Linked DNA regions of Mus musculus: region 1 is linked to region 2. The links are chromatin contacts, called in public Hi-C maps. All regions are on one chromosome and are shown on one strand. The core of a region is the stretch at or near the end of the contact, and the rest is flanking DNA. Distances in the headings are between cores, read along the strand shown.

Region 1 (2,850 bases), core at 43-2,542, 76 kb after region 2:
ACACACACACACACACACACACACACACACACCACACATACACACACACACACCACACACACCACACACCACACACAATAAATAAATGTAAATAAACTTAACCACCAAGCAAGTCTCCCCCCCCCCTCCCTTCCAGGGCATGCTCAGGTTCATTCCTAAAGGATGCTTGGAGCTACAGGTGGACTGCACTACAAGCCCTGCTCAGGTTCCCTCACATCCACAGATGAAACACACACACACATTAGCATAGTTTTGATATGCTTTAGCTCAATGGCCAGGCTCTTCTAAGTCTTCCTCAACTATCATGCCCTTCTTTTCACTCCCAGCTCAGCACCCTAAAACTGCCCTCAACTGTAGTTGCTCAGTTACCTTTAGTCCTAAATTTAGCTCTCTAAATCTGCCCTCGTGCTACCATCCCATGCCCAGTCAGGGAAGAAGCCAATAGCCACTTTGCCTGAGATCTCACATGGCTGATGGCTCTTTCTCCCTCCGAAGTGTGGCAAAATATCTCTCTCTCTCTCCTCCCTTACCTGCAGGAAAACTGGAAGTCCCGCCTATTCCTCTTAGCTCATTGGCCACTAGCATCTTTATTGATTGATCAAGAACCAATTGAAAAACAGGACCTTCAGTGTGCACCTGCAGATTCCTGATCAAAACATCAGAACCACCCCCTACAGACACTGACTACCCTTAACACTGAGTTCTTATTCTTCCTGCTTTCCGTTCATGTTTCTCTTGTTTCCTAAATCCTTCGTCTCTGTATATTCTGCCTGCTCAGAGCTAACTCCCTCCCCACCCAGGTGCAGCCAGGATTCTGTGCTTTTTTCCATGAGATCCCTCATGACCTATATGCCAGATCTCCCTGCCCTCTCCTCCACTTCGTTTTTTCTCACTAGCTCTGCAACATCCTTCCTTAAAACTTTCCCCACATCTCTTCCTGTCAGGACCATCTTTGCTTTGCCTCCTCAGTATGGTCCTTATCTCTCCCACATCCAGTGGAAGTGGTTCATGCTTAGCTCACACCTCTTCACACCCTTCGGCATCCCCGTGCAGTCTCACTCACACAGGCCACCAGCTCTCCATGATAAAATCTATGGCACTCCTGTGTGCGGTGAGTATTGCATTAAGCTCTCCTTGCGTTGTCTCTGTGGCTATACATGACAATTCTCAGCCATTCTTTTCATCTCTCACCTTAATAATCAGATGGTGGGCACTTGGCAAGGATGAGAAGTTTACTCAAGGTCACATTGTTAGTAACTGTGGCAGCCAAGACTCCCATCTGTACTGCTCATGATGCCAAGGTCATGTGACTCCCTGGAATTCTTCCCCAAATTTCAGGTGCTGGTCTACAGTATGTATGTTTCTTGTGCCACAGAATTATCCATATCATTCTGCTGTATGGTGGTTTTTTCCCGTGGCTATTAAAGCTACCACAAAGCCAAATGTCTAAATTAGAAACTTGAGACATTCTCCTACAGATTCCCATTCTCATCTCTATATAACTATGGCAACTGGATGATGGTGGGTTTGACAGAAAGATGCCCACAGATGCAGTTAAGGGAAAGAGAAAATTTTTTTGATGTCAATAAATGTGAACACTTATGAATACACAGAGCAAAAGGCAGTGCAGCATGCTGCCAAATGCAGGTACTAATTCCGTATGAATGTTCCTATGACTACCTTATTTCCACTTATACTTATATGCAAATAAAAGCTATGCTACCAAAAACAAAGAGCTTCAAAATACAACAGTTTGGAGAACACAACATTGGTCTCTAGCACATAACAGTTCTGAAATGAACAGTCTGGGTTTATAAATTGGCTCTTTATTCTGCAATTCTAGAAGGAATCAAGACCTTCGCTCTGTCCCTCTGCCATCCTCTAAATCATGTCTACTCTAGGTGACCCAGGGACTGGCAGTGTTAGCATCACCATAGTGCTTGTGGGAAGTTCAGTACCTCAGAGAGTCCCTCCAACCCAACTCAAGGAGACTCACAAGTCAGCAGGCTGCCATGAGATTCCAACACAGTGAGGACTCCGATGCACTGTTTTTCCCATGTGGTCAGCACTATCCTGTGGGCATTGACATTCCAGAACATGGAAAGATTTTAAAAAGGACTAAAACCTCCAGAGCAAAGAGGGTTACGTGACAAATTTTCATTAGGCTCCTGTTAGGTATAAACCTATCTCATAATATCAGCCCCCAAAAGCTGATGTGTCTTGTGGTCTAATTGAGCAATCGTAAGCCCACCCTTTAGATAGAGGAACATCTGTCTCTAATTGTGTGACACTTCCTGACAGCAGCATCTACCTGATCCATTATTGGTGTTAGGATGTTCCTTATCCCTTGATCTATTTTCCATGCTAGTATCATAGTTCCATTTTAGTAACTTGCTGCAAACTGCTTTTATATTCCTTTAACCACAAATATGATATATACCATCCTTCATTTCCCTTTGTCTGTTATTAGTTGGTTAGTTGATTTTTCTGGGGGTTGTTGTTGTTGTTGCTTAGGGGAGCATTCTGGGGTTGGTGTTGTTTTTTGAGATAGTGTTCCATGTAGACCATTCTGACCTCTAATGTACTATGTGCTGAGGCCAGCCTTGATCCTCCTGCCTCTATCTCCCAGTTCCTGAGATTGCAGATAGCCCACCACTATTCGTAGTTTGTTATCAGTTTTTATTACCTTCCATCTTCTCCTCTGTCCCTTGTCTATGCTGACCAAGCTCCTGAGAAGCAGATAAGAAGAGAGACTAGATACAAGGTCATCCTGTGCAATCTCACTCATACCTGACTTCAGCCTTTACTTGTCATAACGTGACTACAATTGTTTAAATGGCCCTATGAGGA
Region 2 (3,021 bases), core at 71-2,570:
ATGAAAGCATGGTGGGATATTTGCTTGAGGCCCAGGGTGGTTCTGTGGGGTGACAGGGCAAGCACTGAGTAATGTGGTGAGACCACGGGCTCAGGCACAGGGTAGCAGGACATCCTGTATGAACCATGGCCTTAGGCATGTGGTAGTAGGGCATCATGTATAAACCATGGGCTTAAGCAGGACATCACGTACTTAGAGCTACGCAAAACTGAAGATGATGAAAAAGAAAAACGTATAACAATTTGTGATTCTGGGTAAATTTTGAGTGGTAATTTTAGCGTTTGAAATGCCATTCCTCAACTAAAATGTTTTTTTAGGTATTGTCATCTACCTTACACACTCTGAGTGTCTGTCCCATGTACTGTATTTTCCTTGACCCTCATTCATAGCTTTTTGAAGTAGATATTCTTAACTCTATGAACTCAAAGAAGACATTCCCATCACAAACCAAAGCCTGGTATCATATTTTTGTTTCCCATGTAGATTTATTATTGTTGTTGTTATTATTATTATTATTATTATTATTATACTCTAAGCACCCCGACTACTTTTTTACCCCTACACCACTTACCCTTCAAAATGACATCATCTGTTCTCAGTGTTCTGCTTAGCTTAACCTCTCAGTCAACTACTGTATATATAGAATTCTCCATTACTTTTTATAAGTCTTCCTCTTTCTGCCTATTTCAGTTTTCTAACCAAAGCAATTTCCACTTGCCAATGTACCTTCCCCAAACTCCCTCCTATCCTGAGGGCTTCTCACCTGGCATTCTCCCCTCCCCCTCACCACACTTCCCCAAGGTGCTTCCCCTCCCTCTGAAGCCTCCAGAGAGGCCCACATTTCACCTCCTCCTCCTCCCAGCCCCAACACGAGTTGCAGTTCAGCATCTTTGCTTCCCACCAACATTTTCTGTTGCTATGGAAACGGAGCGGCAGTGTTGGAAGGAGGGGGAGTCTTGGAGTGCAGTCACTGCTGGTCTGGGTGTAGGAGGAGATGGTAGGCAGCTGGGGTAGGGGGAGAAGAAGGAGAGAAGAACCTAGAAAACTCAAGAACAGACACCAACAGATAATGCTGGGGAAAAGGGATCTCTCTCTTTCTCTCCCTCCCCCCCGCCCCGTTTCTCTCTCTGTCTGTCTCTGTCTGTCTCTGTGTGTGTGTGTGTGTGTGTGTGTGTGTGAGTGAGTGTGTGTGTGTGTGTGTGTGTGTGTGTGTGTGTGTATATGGTATGAGTGCATGCACATCTTTCCTTCTTTCTCTCTGTCTCTCTGCCTCTCAATTCAAGAGAGATGGGGAGAGCAGCCCAGAGCAGCTGCAACTCTCCGGTGGCTGAACAGAAGGAGGCTGAGTGGGCGGCCCCTGTGGTGATGGAGCCTGGTTCCCAGGCTGCTCATAATCTGTCCTTAATTCGCCACTGAGGAAGTTAACTTTATGTAGCTAAGAAAAAGGAAGGACTCAGGGGAGCCATCATCACAGAAAATAAATATGTTCCCATTACAAATGAAGTAACAGGATAATTTACAGTCTCCAAAGATGAGAAGACTGTGAGACATGGCCTGTTTCTAATAAAAAGTTTAAGCTAAAGACTACGGTAAAAAAAAAAAGGGGGGGGGGGGGACTAGGCAGGGCAGAAGAGTTTGTTTAGCTTAACAAACTAGGAGCTGCAGACTGTCACTTAATAGCGAAGAGAAAGACTTGAGTGTCTGCTATTGCAGGTAGTGTGGAGCCAGAGGGAGGACATGGCTAAAAGCTAGTACCAAATTGTTACATTGTTACCACTTGTGACTGTAACAACTGGTAATAGTCACAACTGGCAGGGAAAAAAAAATTTACCTCAGCAAGAAGACAAAAAGCTCAACCTTAGGGACCCATGAAGTCCCACACAATATCCCCAATCATTCCAAACAGGAGTTTGTTGACCACTTATTATGTGTTAGAGATGGCGCTACCCCAGATGGTTGAAAGCACGCTATGAAAGCAAGGATGATGAGCGGTGAATGGTCATTGCTATTGCATAGGAAGAGACAAATCATCACTAACAACAGAATTAAGCATTGTCAGCACAGGTGTACCTCAAATGCAGGAAGGGGTACTCCAAAGGTCTGGCTTTACAAACTGCAGCAATAAAGTCTCTGGCCAGTCACTTAAGTGTGCGTTGAAAGTGTTCCAACAGACATGAAGACCATGGTAGATCATTCAGAAGACGCGCCTATTAAGGCAGGCTCTATGTGTGACGGGAATGGGTGGGGCTCGGGAAGTAAAGTTAGAAAGATAATTTTGGACTAGCACCTCAAGTGCTCTCTTAGAAGGTTTGGCTAATTCTATAAAAAACGCTGGGAGTAGCAGAACAGCGGGAGAAGATCTTTCACACTAATATTCTGGCGTTGGGGGATGGGTGGGAGTGGAGGACTGTGAGCAAGAGAGGCCTTTGGTAATGGAGAGCCTTGCCAGCTGTGGGGACAGACAAGAGGAGGAAATCAAAAATCAGAGATAGATAAAACATGGTGATATTTGTCTGTGAGAGTAAGACAAAGGGAAGTATCAAGGATGGGTAAGACTTAACAGCCTAAGCAAGGAAAAATTCCTTTTTACAGAAATATTCATGTTGCCGACTAATCTGGAGTCACATGCTACTTCTTTAAGAGCTACAGAGGGGGAAGAAATCAATTAAATTTTACTCTACCATCCTCCCTAGCAAATGCTTCCTAAATATAAAATGTATCGTCTTCATGTTCCATAAAGCGAAATCATATGTCAAGATAAAAGTGCAGCAAGTCACTAAGTATTATTTTTAAAGTTACCAAGCTCATGACAAGCATCAGTGTGCCTTGATGTTCCCTTAAAGCCATTGCACTGTAGCAAATGGCAGAGACCATAGAAGTGGACATTGGAATCCCAAAATCAAGGACACAGGATGACCATGTCCCTCTCAAATTCACCGTAAATAGAATTTCAGAGTCAGTAGGGAATCCGCCCATTACTTGTGGCTTATTCACATAATAGATGTGGGAATAAAGGCTAGA

What was found. A called contact is a pair of places that touch in the nucleus more often than the background predicts.
Region 1: a contact with region 2 is called in a Hi-C map of cerebellar granule neurons, with 1.9 times the contacts expected there. The contact joins two enhancer-like sites. A contact is called at or near these places in 1 of 39 promoter capture datasets (hippocampal neurons) and 11 of 484 Hi-C or Micro-C datasets (brain, cerebellar granule neurons, cerebral cortex and 4 more).

Annotation. Positions count from the first base shown.
Region 1 is chr10:90,671,064-90,673,913 of GRCm38.p6, forward strand. All of the region lies in intron 16 of Anks1b (ankyrin repeat and sterile alpha motif domain containing 1B), which reads left to right. Among named protein-coding and RNA genes, the nearest start is that of Apaf1, 410 kb to the right of the region's middle. Within about 2 kb of position 1,293, at least 3 of the 459 cell types and tissues checked have an H3K27ac peak or open chromatin away from gene starts, as enhancers often do. A contact at or near this core is called in cerebellar granule neurons, where this site is marked.
Region 2 is chr10:90,595,436-90,598,456 of GRCm38.p6, forward strand. All of the region lies in intron 15 of Anks1b (ankyrin repeat and sterile alpha motif domain containing 1B), which reads left to right. Among named protein-coding and RNA genes, the nearest start is that of Apaf1, 490 kb to the right of the region's middle. Within about 2 kb of position 1,321, at least 50 of the 459 cell types and tissues checked have an H3K27ac peak or open chromatin away from gene starts, as enhancers often do. A contact at or near this core is called in cerebellar granule neurons, where this site is marked.